Linked DNA regions of Mus musculus: regions 1, 3, 4 and 5 are each linked to region 2. A link is a contact called in public Hi-C and Micro-C data. All regions are on one chromosome and are shown on one strand. Each heading gives the region's core, a stretch centred on a gene start, on an enhancer-like site or on the middle of the called end of the contact. The rest is flanking DNA. Distances are from core to core; before and after follow the strand shown.

What was found. A called contact is a pair of places that touch in the nucleus more often than the background predicts.
Region 1: a Hi-C map of the N1E-115 cell line shows a contact between it and region 2, with 7 times the contacts expected there. The contact joins two enhancer-like sites. A contact is called at or near these places in 2 of 15 datasets of contacts at CTCF or cohesin (CD8 T cells and large pre-B cells), 4 of 484 Hi-C or Micro-C datasets (the G1E-ER4 cell line, the N1E-115 cell line, bone marrow-derived macrophages and 1 more) and 4 of 115 datasets of contacts at active chromatin or transcription factors (CD8 T cells, Th17 cells, memory CD8 T cells and 1 more).
Region 3: a Micro-C map of the G1E-ER4 cell line shows a contact between it and region 2. The contact joins two enhancer-like sites. A contact is called at or near these places in 7 of 484 Hi-C or Micro-C datasets (B cells, the G1E-ER4 cell line, bone marrow-derived macrophages and 3 more) and 10 of 115 datasets of contacts at active chromatin or transcription factors (T-cell acute lymphoblastic leukemia, acute myeloid leukemia, embryonic stem cells and 3 more).
Region 4: a Hi-C map of the N1E-115 cell line shows a contact between it and region 2, with 10 times the contacts expected there. The contact joins two enhancer-like sites. A contact is called at or near these places in 17 of 484 Hi-C or Micro-C datasets (the AML12 cell line, the N1E-115 cell line, adipose-derived mesenchymal stem cells and 11 more) and 3 of 115 datasets of contacts at active chromatin or transcription factors (embryonic basal ganglia, embryonic forebrain and pancreatic cancer cells).
Region 5: a Hi-C map of cerebral cortex shows a contact between it and region 2, with 2.0 times the contacts expected there. The contact joins two enhancer-like sites. A contact is called at or near these places in 2 of 484 Hi-C or Micro-C datasets (cerebral cortex and cortical neurons) and 1 of 9 other capture datasets (embryonic stem cells).

Annotation. Positions count from the first base shown.
Region 1 is chr9:60,993,765-60,997,942 of GRCm38.p6, reverse strand. It overlaps Gm51680 (a long non-coding RNA gene), which reads left to right. Exons shown (of 3, transcript XR_003948176.1): 2 at 1,769-1,900. Among named protein-coding and RNA genes, the nearest start is that of Gm5122, 21 kb to the left of the region's middle. Within about 2 kb of position 2,637, at least 10 of the 459 cell types and tissues checked have an H3K27ac peak or open chromatin away from gene starts, as enhancers often do. A contact at or near this core is called in the G1E-ER4 cell line and the N1E-115 cell line, where this site is marked.
Region 2 is chr9:61,275,827-61,280,097 of GRCm38.p6, reverse strand. The region is part of intron 3 of B930092H01Rik (RIKEN cDNA B930092H01 gene); the gene reads left to right. Among named protein-coding and RNA genes, the nearest start is that of Gm51681, 5.6 kb to the left of the region's middle. Within about 2 kb of position 2,292, at least 130 of the 459 cell types and tissues checked have an H3K27ac peak or open chromatin away from gene starts, as enhancers often do. A contact at or near this core is called in the G1E-ER4 cell line, the N1E-115 cell line, cerebral cortex and 1 more, where this site is marked.
Region 3 is chr9:61,675,739-61,679,801 of GRCm38.p6, reverse strand. No RefSeq gene overlaps it. Among named protein-coding and RNA genes, the nearest start is that of Gm34770, 16 kb to the right of the region's middle. Within about 2 kb of position 2,486, at least 24 of the 459 cell types and tissues checked have an H3K27ac peak or open chromatin away from gene starts, as enhancers often do. A contact at or near this core is called in the G1E-ER4 cell line, cerebral cortex and cortical neurons, where this site is marked.
Region 4 is chr9:60,893,877-60,898,387 of GRCm38.p6, reverse strand. No RefSeq gene overlaps it. Among named protein-coding and RNA genes, the nearest start is that of Gm33643, 28 kb to the right of the region's middle. Within about 2 kb of position 2,712, at least 12 of the 459 cell types and tissues checked have an H3K27ac peak or open chromatin away from gene starts, as enhancers often do. A contact at or near this core is called in the N1E-115 cell line, where this site is marked.
Region 5 is chr9:61,752,599-61,757,105 of GRCm38.p6, reverse strand. The region is part of intron 6 of Gm34828 (a long non-coding RNA gene); the gene reads left to right. Among named protein-coding and RNA genes, the nearest start is that of Gm34828, 68 kb to the left of the region's middle. Within about 2 kb of position 3,130, at least 70 of the 459 cell types and tissues checked have an H3K27ac peak or open chromatin away from gene starts, as enhancers often do. A contact at or near this core is called in cerebral cortex and cortical neurons, where this site is marked.

The DNA of each region.
Region 1 (4,178 bases), core at 1,388-3,887, 280 kb after region 2:
CAGCTCAACTACCATGTCCAACAACAGTCTTTTCATTTAAAAGAAAATTAAGGGACTCAGGAATATTCATTCCACAAAGACAAACACTAGGACCAGAGTTCAAGCCCCAGGATCCACATGTTAAAAAGCTGGACATAGTGGTTGGCATGACCTTGTAACCCTAGCACCGGGGAAGTGGAAGCAGGCAGTTCTCTGGGGTTGGATGACCAGACAGCTTAGCCTACTTGGTAAGTTCCAGGTCGAGTGAGAGACACTGTCCCAAAACACAAGATAGATAGCACCTAGGAGTCAGTGCTGTCCTCAGACCTCTGTTAGATCCAAAGGAAACTCCAGTTCCTCAACCTTCAAAAGCCAATCCAACTATGCAGAAATGTTCAACCTGAGCTGCATAGGAGGATTTCTGGTGGCTAAATAAAAGCCAGCCTTCCTCGGGAACTTGTGAGGCCACTTCCCATCTGCCAAAGGGACCATTTCTCTTTTCTCTAGCAGTGGGACCTACGGCTCTCCATTGACACACACCTGTGGTTGAAGTACCATAAGTACTTTGTCTACATTTCAAAGTGCCCACTCCAGCCTCCTGGCCCCTCCCTCCCCACAGATGCTCACCCTCCATGTACGGTGCAATTCTCATCATGATCTCTATTCTCTATATCCTGGTCTTCTTCCCTCTCTTGCAGATAGCCCTGGCCACGTTCAGTCTACTTCTTTTTCTCTCTGCTCTGGACTGTTCCAGATGCCTCTGGCTGTTCTCTCACTCATATCTACAGTTAAAACAAACAAACAAACACACAAAACAAACACAAAACAAAAAAACACAAAACAAACCTTTTTCCTTAGCCATACCATGAAGTAGTCACGTCAGCAGTTTCTTTACTGCACCCACTCACCTACAATCTCTGCATGCATGTGCACACTTGTGCATGACCACATACAATTTCTTCTAAAGATCGTGGCGATGTGGGGCTGGGGGAGATGGGGTGGAGAAACAGAAAGAAGATTCCACTTCCCACAAGCTTCCAGGCAGGGGAGGAAGTGGGGAACAGAAGGCTGCCATTCCAACAACTTCATATGCTTTCTGTAAGTTTGATGCAGCAAGCCGCCCAGCTCAGGGGTCAACTGCAAGCTAGGGGTTGGGGGACAGCCATGTGGCTAATCCCAGGTAAGCAGGCAGAGCCCCAGGTAGGTGAGTGTCTCGTGGAGAGTTAAAGGTTCTTTGGAAAGTCAGTTGGATGGTGTTTTGCTGGAGCAAATACATGAGGAATGTTTCACTGAAGCAGACAAAGGAGAGAGGATGTTCTGCTAAAGCAAGCACATGAAAGGACACATGTTGAAAGGTTCTTTGATAACGACATGCATGTATTGGTCCACCTTACATTGCATAGTTGAGCTGCATTTGTCGGGACTCCATAGAGGGACACACCAAAAAAAACTTCTGGTGATGTGCTGCAGTTTCTGCCACTTCCACAGATTTGTGATGTCATCTGAGACAGCTGCACATGCTGAGGTAAGACCCATGGAGGACACGTAACGTCTTGGTGGGTATAAAAAGGACTCAACAACAGTGACAGAGGCTGAGCTGGGCTTGCTAACAGAGCTAGATGTGCAACGCTTGTGAGTTTTGCGTCTTTATTTGCTTCCTTGAGAGAGGCATAGCCAAGAACTTCTCCTGATCTTCCTCCTGGTCCCTCCTGCTGACTTGTGTCGAGGCTGAGGCCTGGCTGTCTCATGCCACTGCTGCTGATTCATTTTTGCTATCCCGACTCTACAGAACTCAACTGCTGGTGTATCCTGGAAGTGTTTTTGAGTGGATCGAGCTGCCGCTGTCTGCTAACCTGTGAACTGAACTGCCAATTTCCAGACAACACAGATGGGAGTTGCTCCAAAGAACCTTTCTAAACAGGTCCACTTTCCCCATATCCTTTCTTTTCTACTACCTTTGGTGGGTGGTGGGCTAGAAGGGAGGTTAAAGTGTTTAAGAACCATTATTAAAAATAGGCGCTTGAAAAAATTAGTTACAATTGTCTCACCAGCCTTAGTTCCAGGCCCAACCCTGCTATGGAAACCTTGTTTGCCTTTGTCATTGCTGTCACTGGTTTGGAGCTCTACCTCCAGCAGTGTGAGAAAGTGTCCTGGTGAAAAGATGGAACGTGATTGATGGATGCTCACTCTACCCCAGCATCTACAAGTGCCTCCAGCTTCCAGATTTCTAGCCTCGCCTTCCCCTTGGTAACCCTGTCCTGCCTTTCCCACAGTAGCAGGGTAGCCGCTGTCTACTGAGATTCCCTCTGCAAGGATCTGTCAGCTTCCCCATGGCACGGTGTACCATGCCCAATAGGAGAAAGATGAGTCTCACGTGTTTCTCACTTCTGGGATTTCCTCTACTGTTGGTCCAGAACGGCACTTCTTAGAGGCTCCTTCCTACCGTGTCATGATCATTCTCAGTACTATTTGTGTTCCACCTCCCTCTGCATCTAGGTCCTGGACACAAGCCAGCATACCCACCCTCTGTCTCACAAGCAATGTGGCGGTGCTTTAATGTTGTCTGGCTGATGGGTTAGGAATGATGTATGTACACTATGCAGATTAATCTGCCTGCCAGCTCACCCACACCCCCCCTCGCCCCCACCATATTAGAAATTTCCGGTCTTGGGGTTAGGAAGATCGCTTAGTCTGTAAAGCACTTACCTTACAAGCACAATAGCCACCCTCAGGACTGTTGTGTAGAAGTTTCTATAGAGTTGAAACATTGTATCCTGAAGAGAGGAACCGGCTTGTTTCTGGCTTACACTTTGATGTTATCAGTGAGAAAAACCAGAGCAAGAGCTTGAGGCCGGAACTGAAGCAGAGGCCATGCTTACAGGCTGGCTCATTCATGGCTTGCTCAGTCTGTGTTTATATACTACCCAGGACTACCTGCCCAGGGTACATACTACCCAGGACTACCTGCCCAGGGTACATACTACCCAGGACTACCTGCCCAGGGTACATACTACCCAGGACTACCTGCCCAGGGTGCATACTACCCAGGACTACCTGCCCAGGGTGCATACTACCCAGGACTACCTGCCCAGGGTACATACTATCCAGGATTACCTGCCCAGGGTATATACTACCCAGGATTACCTGCCCAGGGTATATACTACCCAGGATTACCTGCCCAGGGTTGATATCACCTCCAGTGCTATGGTCCTTCCCACTGCAATCACTGATAAAGACAATGTCCTCCACAGAACTGCCCACGGGCCAGTCTGATGGAGTCAGTTTCTCAGTTGACGTTCCCTCTGCTCTGATGACCCTAGCTAGCTAGCTACCATGACCTGTGTGTCTAGACCTTGGCCTGATTAGGGTAAGGCTTCAATCCCTCTTCCACATTCACTCAGCACTCCCCCCACCCCCACACCTAGCACATGTGTCAAGTTGACAAAACATATCTGTCCCATGTTTTACTCCACCTGCTCTAAGTATGATTTTCATCACCAAGTATTCTGGGCTCTATGCCTACCCCCAACTCAGAGTGTAGCCCAGCTCATCTCAAAACCTCCTGCCTCCCACATCACGTGGTCCCTGCAGGCCTTCTACTCCCCCCAAGACAGAAGGAGGGAAAGCCACAGGTCTGCAGATCTTCAGTGTCAACCTAATTAGATTGAGTGGTGCCTAAGAGGTATGCAAAGTGTACTTTTGGGTGTATCTGGGGCAGTGTTCCCAGAGACATTTGACGTAGTAACAGAGACAAAGACTAAATGTGAGCAGTACCATTCAATGGGCTGGCAGCCCTGGTGGGATCAAAATGGGAGGAGGAAGCCAGCCAAGCAAGGTCTATTGCTGCCTCCTTCAGCCGTGGATATTGTACACCCTCACACAGGAGTACCCCCACACATGTAAACACGGATACGATCCCATGCATACCACACACAAACACACACTTGAGGGAATGAAGATAAAGAAACCAAGGCTTTAAAAGTTGGTAATTTACCCCCATCACCAATTAATAAGCAAAGTCTATTCTATACACTGGCTGGTTCTCTGACCTTTTCTGCCAACGTCGTCATGGGAACAACTCATAGGCTGACTATGACCTGGAACGACCCTGACCTTCTCACACTTCGGGAGACCAGTGATTTCTCAACACAGCTTGTGTCACATTAAAAAGGTTCCCCCAGATTAGGGATTGGCTTGAG
Region 2 (4,271 bases), core at 1,043-3,542:
GGGTAGAGTCCATCATGATGGGGAGGTCATGGCAGGAGAGCCTTGAGCTAGCCAGTCAGATGGCATCCATGGTCAGGAAGGAGAAGGGGTGAATGCTGATGCCCAGCCTGCTTTCCATCAGGCAGGCAGGCACAGCAACCCATGGGATGGTGCTGCCCAACCTAGCGTGGGGTCTTCCTCCTTCAATTAACTCAGTCTAAACACTCCTTCTTCACTGACATGTCCAGAGGTGTGTCTCCAGAGTGACTCTAGAATCTGTTGCCAGTCAAGAACCTCACAGTGGTACACGGGCATGTGCACACACACACACACACACACACACACACACACACACACACAGATCAACAGACCATGGAAAACGACCTAGGATTGGTTACGACCACAGTAGGTCGTCCATTCCCTTCCTCTCTGACTGTCAGTTTCCTCAATCTGGAAAAATTAAGGGATATAGATTAGATGGTTCCTTCTGAGGGAAGCCTGAGGGACCTTGCTGGTAACCGCACCATCATCTGATTAGTGTTCAATTTAAAGCAGTTAATAGACAGCTGGAACTTTGCAAGGCTGGCCAATTACTAGGCGCGGCTGGAGAGCACAGTGCCAGAGAGCACGCTGGGTCCTTGGGGACCAGTCTATATATCAGGGTGTCATCAGCCACTCCAGGGACCTGCAGTATGAATAGCATTGCCGGAGGTTTCGCGCAATGCAAAACAAAGGGAGCTCTCCCGCAGCAGCTCTCTAGGGAAGTAGGACACTCAGAGGCAATTTCCTGGAGTCCCCACCAGGCCCTGGGAAAGCTGAGCAGTGGTCTGGGAGCCTGGCAGAAGGCTGTCCCTCCTCCCTCATCACCTTTCCCTGGGCTCTGCCTGCTGCCTGCTGACAGGACCCAATTAGCATCCTTCTGAGAGGCTGGCAAAGCAAACAAAGAGGAGAGGGATCCCCAGGAGAGAAGACCCTGACAGTGCAGGTCCTGAAGGCCCGAACACAGGCCTTGGACTCAGCCCAGCCTGGAATCCCAGAGCTCCACTTTGCAAGCCCTGTGACTCAAGATAGCGCAGTGGCTTGTTGGAGAAGCAGGTCTGTTTGGGCTTCAAAATTAAGTAAGAATGAGATTTATGAAAGCCATTGAAAGGACGAAAATACGGAATTCACTGGGACCTCCCTGGCGCCAGGCTGCAGATATAATCTGTAGCTCAGGGCATGGGGGGGGGGGGAGGTACTGAGTCTGGGATCTGTGTTTAAGTCTCTGCGACTGGCTGGTGCACCCCTGAAGACGAGTCTCACCTCTCTTGGTGTCTTCATCTGTATCCTGAAAACACTTACAGTGTTTCCCCCAAAGGAATGAAAGAGAAAAGTGAAACTGCCTGGCTGGGAGGGGGGTGGGACTGTGACTCAGAGAGGGTGGCACTACTTTTCTCAGCGCCCAAGTGACTGCCTCAGGTGTGTGTCACCATGCCACCTTGGGACAGCCTGACCAGGTTTAGAGGGGTGGCACTTCCAAGTCCTGGATGACCCACAGCAGCCCGCCTGCCCAGCGGTTAGCTCAGGAAAGCCTCAAATTATACAATTTATGAAACTCGATCCAGTTTTCCGTCTGGAACGTGTGATTAGAAAGATTACACATTGCCTGTTGCAATTATGGTAATGTTGATGTGTGGACAGATAACTGGCAGCGGAGCTGTTCTCAGCCATCTATTTATAGGCTCGGATTCTTGCTATCTCAAGGCAGACATATGGGCCATGAAGGCAGGCGACAAAAAAAAAAAAAAAAAAAAAAAAAAAAAAAAAGCCAGGAGGGGGAGCGTGAGCCTCCCTCGGAATGAAAAGACACCAAAGGAAGCCGTAATTAGGGCTGGGACTGGCTTATGTAAATCAGGTAATACTTTCAAAACAGACACGAGATCCGGTTTTAATAAAGCACATTGGAACAAATGGCGGAATAATGACTTTAATAAATCTAAATACAAATATTTTGTTTCGTCTCCAAAATGAACAGCCCTGGCATCTGCCGAGCTTGGGCCCGGGCGAGGGGCGGCGCTCAGTGTTACTGCATTCTTACGCTCCCTCAGCAGGCTTGAGGATTTTAATTTTTAGCCTTCTGCTAAATTACACGGGCTGTCAGTCAACTGTGGGAGATATTTTGAGTAGCGAGATTTATACAAACACACAGAGCACACTCAGAAGGCTCTGCACAATATCTTTTACACCAACCCAGCATGTAAATCACAGGTTGTTCCGGGCCTTGAATTACAGCTTTTCTGGAGATAGACTGCAGAGACATCATTCACCAGTAGGAGGGATCTGGTGGCACTTTCTCGATGCCCTTCTCACCCCAGTGTGAATCAGAGGCTGACTAGGAGAGTGTTCTTTTGCACTTCCCACCCCAGCTCTGCTGCCTGCGCCTGCGGTTGTTGATCCATGAGGCAAAGAGGCTGCCCGTGTGTGCTCTGATTAGTTAAATAATGTTGTCCTGGACACAGACCGATCTCTTCAAGTGAATAAGACTAGGCATGATGGCTCGTGCCTATAATTCTAGCACTTGGGAAGCAGAGGCTAGGTGCTAGAGGATCTCAAGTTGGAGTTCAGGCTGTGATATAAGTGAGTTTAAGGGCAGCCTGGACGACTTCTTGTATGCTGATGGACAGCTCTGCGGTAGGCAGTCCTGTGAGCATCACTTCCTCTGGTCTTCACTATACCTAAACACCCATGCTTCACTCACTGACATTTTATGTGATATATTGTTCTTCTTTACTTAATAGAACTAGGTTTTGTTTTATGTATGTATTTCTCATGCTATTTTAAACTACTGTCCTCAAGTCTATGGATTCTTTTTTTCAACAGTTTTTTTTTTCTTCTTCTTCTTCTTTTTTTTGTTCTTCAAGACAGGGTTTCTCTGTGTAGCTCTGGCTGTCCTGGAACTCACTCTGTAGACCACGTTGGCCTTGAACTCAGAAATCCACCTGCCTCTACCTCCCAAGTGCTGGGATTAAAGGTGTGCCTCACCACTGCCCCGCCAAATCTATGGATTCTTAATATAAAGGCAACACACATTTCAAATATGTCTCTACCCACAAGGTTTTGAGTGGTCCAATGATTCCGCTTACGGAAGTTTGTTCCTCAGAGTAGTAATGTTGGAAGGTGATGGAACCTTCAAGAAGCGGGGCCTCCAGAGGTAATTTATTAGGTTATTAGGTCCTGGAAAGGGTCTAATGGCATCCTCATGGAGTTAGTTCTCTAGAGAGGACATTCTTAGAAAAAGAACAGGACCACCCACTCCACTCCTTAGCTTTCTGATTTGCCACTCAGGCTCTCTGTCTTGCATGCACTCTCGCCATGACACCCTTTGCCATGATGATATAGCCAGGGAAGCCCGGGACAGAACCCTCATCATGCTGGTTGTACTTCCTAAGTATACTTCTTCTCTGTGTATATTACTCCCCTCCCCCACCCCAGGTATATTGTAGCAATGGAAAAAAAAAGCCCAATACTACACACATGGGAACTAGGATTAATGGCCTGTATTTGGGAAGAGCTAGCCTTTATTCTGTCACATTTTGTTTTGTGTTTTTAAACAGACAAAGGTTGTGATGGCAATGTTCTTAAGCAGCCAAAATAGAAATCTGGTGACCTTATGCCACTCTCGTAGAGGCCTGTGAAATCCAGCAGCCAGGCCTCACTCACCCATATCCTCATGTGATTAGAGTTTCTGCACTGCAGGGCAGGGCTGAAGGCATTCAGCTGTTTCTCCTCACCTACATCTATTCACAATCCCCTCTCTACTCATTTCTTCTCTCTTGTTTAACCAGTTCTTTATACATTTGTATAACTGTCCATGCATCCATCTCTCCACCTATCATTCCATTAATCCACCCATCCACTATGCATGCACGCATCCACCCACCCACTTATCCTTCCATTCATCCACACACCCATTAATCCCAGCCACCTGCCCACTCATCTATCCATCTATTCACCCATCTATCTATCCACCCATCCACTCATCCACTATACATCCATTCATCTACCCACCCATCTATCCACCCATCCATCCACCCATCCTTCCATTCATCCTTCCACTCACCATCCATCCATCCATCCATCCAATCCATCCATCCACCCTTCCGTTCATCCATACACCCATTAATCCCACCCACTTACCCACTCATCCACCCACCCATCTACCTATCCTTCCATTCATCCACCCATCCACTATCCATCCACTTATCCATCCACTTATCCATCCATCCATCCATCCACCATCCTTCCACTCATCC
Region 3 (4,063 bases), core at 1,237-3,736, 400 kb before region 2:
TCTCTCTCTCTCTCTCTCTCTCTCTCTCTCTCTCTCTCTCTCTGTGTGTGTGTGTGTGTGTGTGTGTGTGTGTAAGAGAGATACAGAATGTCTTAGTTACCCTTCTTTCTTTGTCCCTCAAAGTCTGCCCTCTTTGAGGCACTAAGGACTCCCCAAAGCTGGCCCATCATGGCCAGACGTCATGGAGCCCAGTCAGGCACAGACAGGCCTGGGAAGATTGCAGTGCACATTAGTGGAGAGAGAGCATTTCTGATGCAGGTGAAAGTGGAGTAGGGGTGTCTTGCATGAATGTCACAGAAAATAAAATAACGTGAAGTAATTACACTTCATTTTATCTCCGTGGGCTCTTAAATCACATCAGCTGTTACCTCAGTTTTAGAATGTGAGATAGACCCACGCCTGACTAAGCAGCAAATTAGCTAGTTATTTTCTTTAACTGCCTCCGGGTCTCCTCAGAGAGGCCCTTCACTTCCAGCCTGGTTGCCCCCCAAAAGGATTTACAAGTCCCTGAGAGCCCTTGCTCTTCAGAAAGAGAGCCTCTCCATCAACCCACCTTTCCCCAGATGCCCCACTATGCTGGGCCTCAGTTTCCCAGTCTGTCAGGGGACCAGTTCTTCTTCACAGGTCTGGTTTAGTGATCTAGCTGCTCTAGGTTTCCCTGGGACCTTTTGGTAGTGAGTTTTCACCGTGCCTGGGTTACCTAACTCTCGCCCTGGAGCATTGAGATAGGAAGGACTCGGGGAGGGGTGACTTAGATCAGCCAGCCTCAGAGAGTGTGTCCAAGATCACATGGCAAGAAGGGAGTCTTGGTGAGGTCTGGGCTTCTCCCTGGGCGGTTGTTTTAAAGTCATCACCAAGCTTGCATAGACAGTCATTTTTAAACTTGGGACATACAGTATAATGGCTTCATGTCAAATACATGAGATCCATTAAAGGGGGAAAAGAGGACTCTGAGTTATTTTACTGACATGATCTGGTCACACGATTGGAAATGCAAATGAGGAGGGTTACTGGAGAATTCCAGTTAGGACTCTTCACCGAGAACGTCAGATGACCCAAGGCCTTCTCCAAAGCTGGGGTACAGAGAAACCTCAGCCCCGAAAAATCCAGAGAAAAATCATGTAAAAATTCTCCAGCTGCCCAGACTACAAGGACTGATTCCCAAGAGGGCCCACATGTAATCAGAGATGGGTCACCTAAGTGTCACTTTGTATAACTACCGGCTTGCTGACTTGGTGGAGGGGAGGGAGCAGACTACCATCCAGGCGGTGCACCACAATCGTGTACATGTATACGTCAGAGTTACACAGGGACACCACATGTGCACAGGCGTGAGACATGGTCACATGGACACAGACAACAGCCCAGCCATGTAGAGCTCATTTGTCTCCCAGCAGTGACTTTTGAAATAAAGATGAAGGGTACGTGTGGATGCTGCCCTCTCCAGCGACTAGAACCTCATAGCTGTCTCGGATGTGAGCATCAAGGTAGCACCTTTGGGAAAGCCCTTTCAGCTCTGTAGGCCACGCCTGGAGGTGCCAGTGCCAGGACAGTGATGTGTCGGCCACAGTTCTTGCAGGACAGGGCAGGACCATCTCGCTTAGCCTGGTCTGGGCCTCTTTAGCTCTCATCAAAGCCACGCACGGCAGTCTATGGTTCTTTCCAGTCTGACCCAGTTCCTCCATGGACACCAGCTGGAGATCTGGGGTGCCTTCTGTGGGTTACAGACAAATCTTACGTGACCGGAATAATTTCTAATAGTTTTACCAGCTGCTAGTATGGAAATATTAGGCATGTCATATTTAAATATAAAATTTCCAAAGCTACAAATTTGGCCTTTTCACAACCTGGAGGCTGTGGCTTCACTAGTCAGGCTCTCACATGGCCCTGGTCACTCAGATGAGTGTCTTCAATCCTTTTATTCAACATACATGTGCTAGGCTCCACCCTCCAGCCTCAGTCGGCTTCCATGCTCTCCAGGTTCTGTGGTAAAACCGAGACCCACCTCTGTCTTGTTTGATAGATAAAGAAGCAGAAGTCAGGGCAAGGGTTACAAAAACTGCTCAAAGAACACATCTCCCCTTTCAGAGAGCTCCAGTATGCAAAGCCGTTTGCAGGCCATGCTGGGCTATTGAGCTTTACCCTACTCTCAATACACAATGCATGTTACCCCTGACATCACCATATGATGCACCTTGCCCCTGCCATACAGTATACCCCATCTCCCCCACACAACATATCTCTCTCCACCCCCACAATGCACCACACACCTCCACCCCTGACACACACCTCACTTTCACCCCCACACCGTGCATCTTCCCAAGGGGAGGGTTCTAAATAAGCCTGGGCTGATTCTCCACTCAGCCCCTGAAGCATGCTTATCATTCCAAGATCTCCACTCCAGCATCCCAGGTCTCAAAGGCTGAGCCAGCGCTCCCTGACAGCTCTGCTGTGGAGACAGGCTTCCTCTAGTCTCCTGTCGCATGCTCCCACCCACTGTCGCCTGTTCTGCGAGCATCGAGTCCACAGTCACTAGCCACCACTCACGGCTTGCTCAGAATGATCCCTCAGATCTTGGACGCTGGCCCGAGGAGCCCTGCGTATGTATAGATCTCATTTTCACACAACAGGCTGCCTAGCAGATGGGGACCCAGACCAGCCTCCAACGTTTAGCTGAGTGTAAGATGTGGGAAACTAGAGGGCTTTGAAGCAGCCCCTTACTGTTGCCAGCGTTCAACCTCAGAATTTTCATGGAGGGGGAAAAAAAACAAACCCTAAACTTTAAAAAAAAAATTAAAAAAAAACAAACTCAACAACAGCAACACACACATATACACAAACCCAACAAAACCACAGCTTTCCTTGCTCCCCCAAACCAGATGGCAGATGGTATGGAACCAGTAAAACACAGCCTCAAGCATTTGTTTACTTAGCAGTGAGTGTAATATGGCTTTGTAGTCCCTTGCTAGGAAACACCAACCTTCTAACCAAAGAAGCGATGTGTTGGAGTGACACCTTGGAGGAGCTGTTGGAGGAACTGTGCCCAAGTGTCACAGGACCCAGGAAGATGGGACAGGCTGAGGCCTCTCTGGTTGGTGGATCAGGAATTCAAGGTCATCCTGGCTACAAATCAAGTTTGAGTCTAGCCTGGGCTAATGAGACCCTGTCTCAAAAAGATAAGGATTTCCTTTCTGATCTGGGAAGCCCCCAGAGAACCCTGTTCCATTCTAATGAACTGATCAATTTGCAAGAGATGTTGGGCTAGCCAGTGGGAGTCCTCATTGTAAGCACTAACTGATGATATGTGTCTGCTGCTTGCCTTTTGTCTCCAAGGCAGCCTGCCACAGGAAGAATATGTCTGTCTCATTGTTGAAACATCTGTGGAAGGCACTGCTCTGGGCCACTCGCCGATGCCAAAGAAGGGCTTGCGCCCCTGAGAAAAGAATCTGTTTTATGGTTTGGGCCTTAGGGTGCTAGAGAATAAGAGCGTTGTGCTTTACCACCGTTCTTTCCGTTGTCATCCAGGAGACTCACAGCTAAAATTACATGCCAAGATTAAATAACTAAATTAGTTAAGTGGCAGAAACCCAAGCCAAACAATTTTAAGTAAAAAGGTAACTTATAAGGTCAAAGAAATACAGATGGCTTCATAGATGGCTGGAATTGTGGTTAACAGGCCTCCCCTTTCTAGGGAGGCCTTAGACTTGCTCTCTCCACAAGCCAGCCACCACAGCCCCAAACTTCTCAAACCTAATCCTAGCATCCATTAGAGTCCCCTTGGGAGCATCTGACGGGTCCTTCTTGACACGTGCTTCATCTGCGGGCTGTTTATAGTAGCCAGAGACTCAGAGGATTCTGACGAGGGTTGGACCGTGTGTGACTTAGGTGGAAGAGGGGACCATCCACTCTATGGAAGCACATGGAACAAAGTTCCTAAGGCATGTGGGGGGAGGGGAAGCAGTCACAGGATGAACCCTAACATAGCTTTTTAACCCTGCCCTTTACCTCAATTCATGTATGTCTTTCTTGAAGATTCATGTTATCAGATGTCTCTTTTTGTAGC
Region 4 (4,511 bases), core at 1,463-3,962, 380 kb after region 2:
AATTGTGCAATGATCGCTATAATCCAGTTTTAGAATATTTCTGTCACCCCAATTACTCCCCTGTGTGCATTTATACTCAATCACCACTCCTAACCCCAGCCCGAGGCAGTTACCAATCTGCTGTCTATCTCGTCGTAGCTGCCATTTCAAGACAATTCAGATGAATGGAACCATGCAACCCCTGCTTTTGCGCCTGCAGCTTCTCTCACTTAGCGTGAATCAGTAGTTCGTCCCTCTTTATCGCCGAGTGATACCTCAGTCCCATACCTATGTAAAAGTCTATGCTGGTTATAGAATGAAGGATGGAGCAGGGGAGGGGGGGGGAGAGGGAGAGGGAGAGGGAGAGGGAGAGGGAGAGACCAGTCAGGAGACTCTGTAGCCTGAATAAAGAATGGCAGAGAACCAAGTAAGAGGGAAAGGGTTGGAATCAACTGGGTCTGGGGGCGGGTACAGTAGGGCAACCTGGGGGGCATGCCCATGGGACAGGTCTGTCTGGGCAGAGAGAGAAGACTATGATGGGGCTAGATCCCCACAGGACTAAGAAAGCAGATGTAAGCTGATTGTAACTGTGGAGACATTCAGACCTGCATGACAAGACCTGGTGGTCAACAGTCCCAAGCATGCCTGGACACTTGGTGGTCTGCTGGAAATCTGGCTTCTAGGGCTCTGGGAGGAAGATAATAGTAGTACATTTGTTGAATGTAAAAGTGACACAAAATTGTGAGGAACAGCAGGTCGCCGGTAACAAAATTCTAATCAGTCTCAGCAGGGTCAAATGGTGGGCCATGGCTAGATCATGCTGGTAAGAACCAATGACCAGTGTTGTTCTGGTTGTTTCAGGGTGTGGTGTCTACAAAGTCACAGGGAAAACCATCGGATACTGCTCATGCCGCTGTTCTGGGTCATGAGAGTCAGGATCCTCTCAATTTCTTGTAGAATGGTGGGCTTCTTAAGTCCAGGAGGAGGAGCCGTCCCTACCAGGACAGTGCACGGCCGGGGCTTGTTAAGTCCACTCCTCTAGGGACTATCTCTACCAGGCAAGCCAAACAGACCAGCCAGTCTCTGTCAGGCCCCCCACAGGATCCTGCAATGAGAGGACTCTATGTTTCCTTGTGCAAACTGTGTTAGTTCATTTTGTGCTGCTGCAACAGAATGGCTAAGTCTGGGTTACTTATAAGTTAATGAAAATTTCTAAGCTTGTGATCTGAGGGCTGAAGTCTTCAAACAGCATGCTGTTGGCACCCTGCTGAGGGCTTTCTGGCTGTGTCCCAGCAAGGTAGAGAAACAGAAAGAGAACTGGCCATACGTAGAAGAGGTCACATGCAAAGGCAGGAAGATTAGGGACCAGCGTGCCTCTTTTTCTATAACTGTTTTCTGGTAGAACAAAGAAGGGTACCAAGAGAACTATGTTAATCTCTTCAAAGGTGATGGCCTTCGGGCAACAACATAATTATCTAATTATCACTCACTAAGGTTCATCACTTGAAGGCGCACCACCTCCGCAAACTGCCTCACCTGAGACCCACCTTCCAGCACTTAAAGCACAGCCCTGGTCTGTAGTTTGTGGTCCTCCAGGATTAACCGTGGTTTAACCTTTCCTGTGTCCTGGGCAGAAGCTTATCCCACTCTGATACCTGACAGGTAGTAGAATGAAGAGAATCCAATAGGGCGCTCATCTTTCTGTCCATCAAGGCCAGCAGGGTACCAGCTCATGGTCAGTGTCGGAGAAACAACTCAGGGGCCACTAATGTGATTGTCCAGATCACTGGGCTAACAGACACCTGCCTTTAGGAAAGCCCACCCTCATTTCTGAGTATTAAGCAAAGTCCGCAGCCTTCCGTTCATTGTAGCCTAATCCTCAAAAGTTGAACGCCCTGAAAGTGTCTAATTATACATTTTGCACAAATTCCAGAGGCCAGATTTAGAAAAAATAAGCATTGTTAACTTGATCATTTTCTTTTCCTTGCCATATAGAATGTAAAATCTGAATATTCATTCATTCATTCATTCATTCATTCACACATACACATAAACACACACATACCCCATAGATTTTCTTGCAACATAATTGGGATCAACAGTATCATCTTCAGTTTGAAATTAACAATAACTCTCCTTCATTAAGAGATTATCATTATCAGTTGGTAAAAATGCTTGCTGCACAGGCACAAAGCCTCAAGCCCTCGGAAGCCGGGCTCAGTGGTGCATGCCTGTAGTTCCGGTCCTGGGAGGTGGTTACAGGCTCACTGCAGCTCCCTGGCCACCCAGCTGAGTACAAGTTCAGGAAGAGATCCTGTCTCAAAAACAAAGGTGGAAAGCAATAGAGGAAGACACCCCTCATTGACCTCTGGGTTCCACTGGCCTATGCACACACGAGACTGTGACACACGGAGTCTTTGATGGTACCCGTTATGGTCAGGGCATAACATTACATCACCCCTGGGTTCCGTGACCCATTACCCATTACCCTCTCGGGACATGCTAATTCTGGGGCTGCACTGCCATGTGGGGCTCAAGAATCTTTCCCCAGACTCTCCGTGCAGTTTCCCCCTTCCCCACCTTCTCACCACACCTGCACACTCCTTTCTGGTAGCCTTGGTGTGTCTGTGCCCTCCCTTCTCTTCCTGCTGCTCACATCAAGGGTTCCCTGTTATCCCTATGGACTGGTTCCTGTGACTCTTAAGTCTTCACAGTCCTGCTGAGGCCACCATGGCTCTCTCCTGCCACCTCCTGCCCACTTGCAATATCTGTGACACTCACATAACCCTTCCAAAGTAGGAGGACTTGGGAGCAGACAGACTTAAATCTGCATGAAGAAATTTAAGGGGGTTAGGAGTCAAATACCCACACCGTTTCTTCTCAAAAATCGACACTGAATGCTGACAGACCTGCCCTAATCATGCCAAAATAAAACCAGAGGCCTTTGTCTGGAATATACTTAGTACGATTTCATATGAGGCTGTCTGACTAAACAGGAGGAGAGGGAGAAAGGACAGGAAGGGAGGGAGGAGGGAAGGAAAGGAGGAGGAAAGAAGGGGAAAGAGAAGGAGGGAGAGAGAAAGGAATGGAGAAAGGGGAGAGAGACTGGGAAATGGAAGGAGGAAAGCAGGAGGGAGGAAGGGAATGAGGGAGGGAGGAGGGGCATGAGGGAGGGAGGAAGGGAATGAGGGAGGGAGGAGGGTGAGCAACTGATCTAGGCACCTCAGCAAGACAGAGCTCAGATCAAAATGAGGAAAAGGCTTTATAAAAGAAATTGTCCTGCAAGGAAGCATGCTGTCGGGAGGTCACTGCTCTGCTGAGGCTCAAGAACAGGTGACATCCCTGTGACCCATGGAGCTGTAGTCCCCTCTTCTTAAGAGGCACCTGGAGAAAGGAAGCCTCGGTGAGCCCTCTTTTCTGGGGTCACTTGGGGCGCAGAGGCAGAGATGCGTGGTTACTTCCTAAGGTGAGTCCTCAAATAGCATCTAAGGCCGGTTTCACTAGCTCTTCATTCATGACACAGAGAGGCTCTGGGACAGTCACAGTGTGCCCCACACTCTCTAAGCCAGAGGCCTGAGCTCCCATGGTTCTTTTCCAACACCCCTGTCTGCAGTCATACACACCATGGCCACTGCAATAGACACTTGGGCAGCACTCGTTCATCTCTCCCTCTAGCCTCGTGCAAAGAATAATCAGCAGAGGTGACACACGGGTGCCTGAAAGGACAGTTCCATTTGTACTGGGGAGAGAGACGCATGAAGAAGGCAAATTCCTGAAGGGCCCAGGCAGAGGACTTGTGGAAAGACATAAAGACACCAGAAGGGACGAGACTAGGACAGGAGTTTGAGGGAGCAGCATTTAATATGTCAGTAGCCTTGTGTAGTCAGACAAGGGCTGAGCAAGGTAGGACACAAAGCCAAAGAGGCAGATGGCGTTAAAAATTCCTATTCTGCAAATTAAAGAACTTGGGCATCATTGCAAAGGCCATGCAGGACAACAGTGAGAACATGGAGAAGAGAATGTGGTGGCAGATCCCCAGTGACAGGACAATTTGGTGAGAAGCATGGTGGCACAGAGACAGACACCGGTGGAGGCATCCCACCCAGGATTTTCATCATAGTGTGTGGGTCAGGAGGAGGACAGGGGTCTACCCAGAAGTGCTGCTGCATGGATACCAGTAGGTCTACGAGCAGGATGGATTCTGGTCAGCCCCATGGTTTCCGATTTGGACACCTCACATAGATGAGAGAGCCATTGCTCTAGAATAGTCCACTAGTCTTTACTAGTCCACTTGCACAAAACGATACAAAACAAGCCAGGCACACCACCGACGTGGCAATTCTATTCAGAAAGGGACCTTAAGAGGCCAGATGTAGCAGATCTAGCTGAAGGCAAAGCGAGTCTTAACTGGTGCGGATGACAAGCGTCTTAAGTGTAGCCTTGAGTCCATGTGTAAGCATCATTGCTGAACCGGCTTCTCATTAGACTCATGAATATTAACTAATCACCCTTATCGTTCCTGTCATTATAGC
Region 5 (4,507 bases), core at 1,881-4,380, 480 kb before region 2:
GCAGCGGGCACCCCCGCGTCGCCGCCATCCTGTCCCCCTTCCCGCCCCCCAGCCTGGAGAAGCCACCGCGGCGCCCGATGCCGCCCTGTGTTATCAGGCACATGAAGTGCCGCTTCAATGAATATAGATTGACCTTATTATAGCAGCCGGCTGCTGGTGCCAGGCGCAGCCAGGCATACTTTGCACAAATTAAAGGTGTCAGCATGTAATTTACGGTTCATGGAGGAGGAGAAGGGCTGGTGGGGGTGGGGGAGGCGCCAAGGTGGGTAGGAAGGAAGGTGGGCTGCGGTGGGGCTGGCACAGGGGCTCTCACACACTAATGACAGGAGGTGCAGCGGAGGTGTCATTTCCATCCCTGGCTTTGCTCATTTTCCCTATTCATCGCTCAAAGGTGGGGCTGCCCCCTCCTCGAAGTCCCCCCCCCCACCTCCGCACCGTGTGCATGTGTGTGTATTTTGCAGCTAAATTACTGGTTTTACCTGAAGAGCGTAAAGTAGGTGTGCTAATTTACGGCTTGGCAGATAAAGCCTCAGTATGGGGAGCTGTCTGGGAGGCCTGTAATACGACATCATTTGACTAACACACCCCAGAGCGACTTGACATCTCAGAGTTGGGCCTGTGATTAAAGTTGTGGCTTTCTTCGCCTCCCTCTCCCTTCTCCGACACGGAGAACAGATTAAACTCTAAGTAATAGATCTCGGGTTTCTTGCCATCCCACTGATATACACAGTACACAGTTTGACACAAAGAGTAAGTTATAGATCACAAACAACAGCCTCTGCCCTTCACCGCCCAGAATTAATTTCCCATTTGCTGAGCTTCCCTGTTCTGCAGGCCCATTTCCTGGTGAGCAGGGCCGGCTCCCCTCCTGCAATGGCAGGGGATACAAATGGATAGGGACACTTAGCTCTGGACAGGTAGCGTGACCCTAGAGGCTTTCAGACAGGATAGCTGAAGGGAAGAAGTGACTTCCTAGTGTCATCTCCTGTGTTTGGGTGGCTGGGTGGGGGTGCTCAGCTGGGGCTTCTGATTGACAGCTCTGGACCCTAGATGTGGATGGGGTCATGCTAAGGGGGAAGAAGGCAGAGGGGCTAGACAATGCCCTGAATGCCCCCAAGTTGCCATGTAAAACTGTCTCCTCCACCCCATCTGGGTCATGCTTAGAGGTCACTGATGCCTTCATTGGTCCCCAGGCTTGGCTAGTGTGGGTACCAGCAGGAGATGGGAGGACAGAGCTCTCTCAGATCTTTTCTGCTTCTCCTGAGTGATACCCCACCCTAGGAAGAACTGCTCCTCAGACGTGGGAGGGGACAGTCCCAGAACCAGCTCCTGTACCCCCTAGGACAACAGCTGGCAGCTGCTCTTTCCCTTTAGCTACCTCATGATCCCTTATGGTTCCTTTAACCCTGTTGGCCTCTGTCACAGCCTCTCTACTCCTACCTCTGCAGCTACACCATCTAGGGGAATTCTCCCTCCCATGGGGACCTGACTGGTACCTGGGGTACCTATTCTTTCCCTACCCTCAAAGACTCTAATGCCCCAGTCCTCTGCCTGAAGGTATGCAGCAAGCAGGAGGCATTCAGATCTCCATGGCAACATGCTGTCTGTTAGGCCATTCTAAGACATACCGCAAAGGACTTTATACATGGAAACCCCATTGTGGGCCCACGTGACACTACCTGGCTAGGCCCAGTAAGTAGCAAAAGTGTAAGGCCTGGAGATGCGGAACCCAGGTCTGAACTTTAGCCTGGCTATAGGCACAATGTCCCCTTCATTGTGTGTGGTTTTATCATTCCTGGTTCTCATGTGTGCATACACATATATACCTAAACACAAGGCATGCATATACACACACACACACACACACACACACACACACACACACACACACACACATAGATACACACACCACACATACATATATGCATACACAAATACATATCTAAACACACAGGCACGCATATATACACACACACATATATATATACACAAACACAACTGCATACACATATGCATACTCACCTATTTTACACACCATGTGCACACATGACTTGTATATCTTGGGGACAGAAGTTGAGGATGATCAGGGAGGAAGGTCCAGAAGTGGCAAGGGCTAAAGATGGCTGATTGGGCCAGGGAAATCAAGAAGGATTTTTTTTTTCTGGAAGAGGCAAACTGGTCCTGAGATGATTAGACTGCCATTAGAACAGACTACATGGGACCACCAGGTTGCATGGCGGTAGGGAAGTGCATTAAACGTACAAACACCAGGGCCTGGAGAGGTGTCTCAGTCAGTAAGGTGTTAGCTATGCCAGCATCAGGACTTGAGTTCTGATCTCCAGCACCCATATAAAAGCTAGGCATGGTGACACATGTCCAAAACCCCAGAGCTGGGGCAAGTGGGGACATAGGTAGGTCCTGGAGCTTGCTGGTCACCTGTCACACCCAGTCGACCGGACGATCTCCAGGTTCAGTGAGAGACCCTGTCTGAATAAAACAAAGTAGACAGTGGGTGAGGAAGACACCTGATGGGCCCAAATGCTTGTCTATGTGTAGACACATGTCTACAAAAGCAAGCTCACACACCTGTCTATACACATCACACACATCACACACACACACACACACACACACACACACACACACACACACACACACACACACTACAGATCAAAGCCTTCTCACAATCTTCCCGAATCAGGCCCGAATTGGGGGTCGCAGCCCTGAGAACCATGTTGTTTTTCTTCCAAGGGCATCTAGACCCCTCCCCTAAGCCCCACTGCACACTGGGAAGGACAGAAATGAAATAACAGAGGCCGAGGGACTTGCTCAGTGTCTCACAGCAATAGTTCTAAAGCCAGGAGAGAACTCTGTTTCTCTGCTCCCAGTACAGTGCTCACTAGGGACAACTACCTACTCACACCCCCACCCCCAGCTTTCCAGAGGACAGAGTAAAAACGAAGCTTCCCTAGAGACCCGGGCTCAGCCTCCTCCCCCACCCTGCAGCCGGTTCTCAAGATGGCAAGTGGGGGGGTGGATGAAGGTGGAGGCAAAGTGAGAACACGCCTGGAATAACACGACATTTAGAAGCATGAGTCACACTGGCACTTGCTGTTTTCTCCTGCTTCCCCCTCTGCACCACACACCCCCAGGCGCTCTGAGCTGTAGGAACACCGAGTCTGGACAGGGCTTTGGGGAACCTGCCTCAGGGCGCCTGCAGGAAAGAGAGGAGATGGCTCTGAGCCTGGCGCTCCGCCTCCTTGCTTTGTAACTGTCTGATACATTGTACTTCTCTGAGCTCAGCCCAGGACCTTCGGCATCAGGCTTTTCTGTTTCCTGGTGCCACCATCTTCCGCTGGTTCTTGACAAGCTCTCTCTTTCCTGCTGTTCTAGAGCTCTACTGCTCTGGCGTAGTCAAGGAGTCTCTCTGGTGCCTGTGATGGCCGGAGAAGGGAGGACCTGGTTGGGTTAGGGGCTGGGCAGGTAGTATGAAATGCTTCAGACTCCTTGTTGCCAGTCTCAGCTCAGGATCAGTCAGCCTGCTGCATGACTAACGGGGGGATGTGGGACAAGGACAGCCAGTGGTCCCTTGGGCCTCCTCAGCTTGTGCCCTTTGTCTTCACTGGAAAAGGTGACTGGATCTTCTTTAGGGTGTGCTGGACATAGGTGCCTGGGTCTTCCACCTGTACTACCTTGAAGTTCCTACATTGATAATGGAAGAGATGTGTGTGTGTGTGTGTGTGTGTGTGTATACAGACCCAGCCAGATCAGGCAAGCCTACTGGATCTCAGGTCCCTGCAGTTCAACAAACAGTCTTGGGCACACAGCAGGTGCCTGGGACAGATGCTGAATGGAGCCTGTGACCCCCTTGGGTCTTCTCAGTAAGCAGAAGGCTAAATTCCCAAAGTGGTACCTTTGGGCAAGGATCCTCTGTGAGCCAGGGCAAGGGATAGGCTAAGGAGCCCTGTCTATGTGTGCCCTCTGGGGTCTTACTGCAGAGTGATCCCCCCAAAAAACAAAAACAAAATCAAACAAACAAACACCCCCAGACACCTGCATTATATGTGACTCTTAACATTGTATTCATTGGGGCTTAGATGTGGGTGGCACACAGTAGGTGTGCAGTTCATCTAGGTGGTGGAGAGAAGTGAATGAGAAAGAAAAATAGTTGTTGGGGCAAGGTGGGCATGTATAGAGAGCCATTTTATAGATGAGGATACAAAGTTTTAGGGACAATGTAACCTTCCCAAGGTACAACCTGCCTGGTCTCCCCGTTGGTGCCTGCCTGTCTGTGTATAGTCCACATAATGGGTAAACAACTTGCTGGACCACAGGAACCCTTAGTGCTCCAAAAGTTTCCCCTCCTCTTCTTCCGCTCTCTCCCCTCCTCCCTCTTCCTCTTCTCCCTCTTCTCCTCCTCCGCCTCCTCTTAGCCTTTGGTTTTATCATGGTATTTTCAGAAGTGCACACAGGATATTTTGGTCATATTATTCTGACTTCACTCACT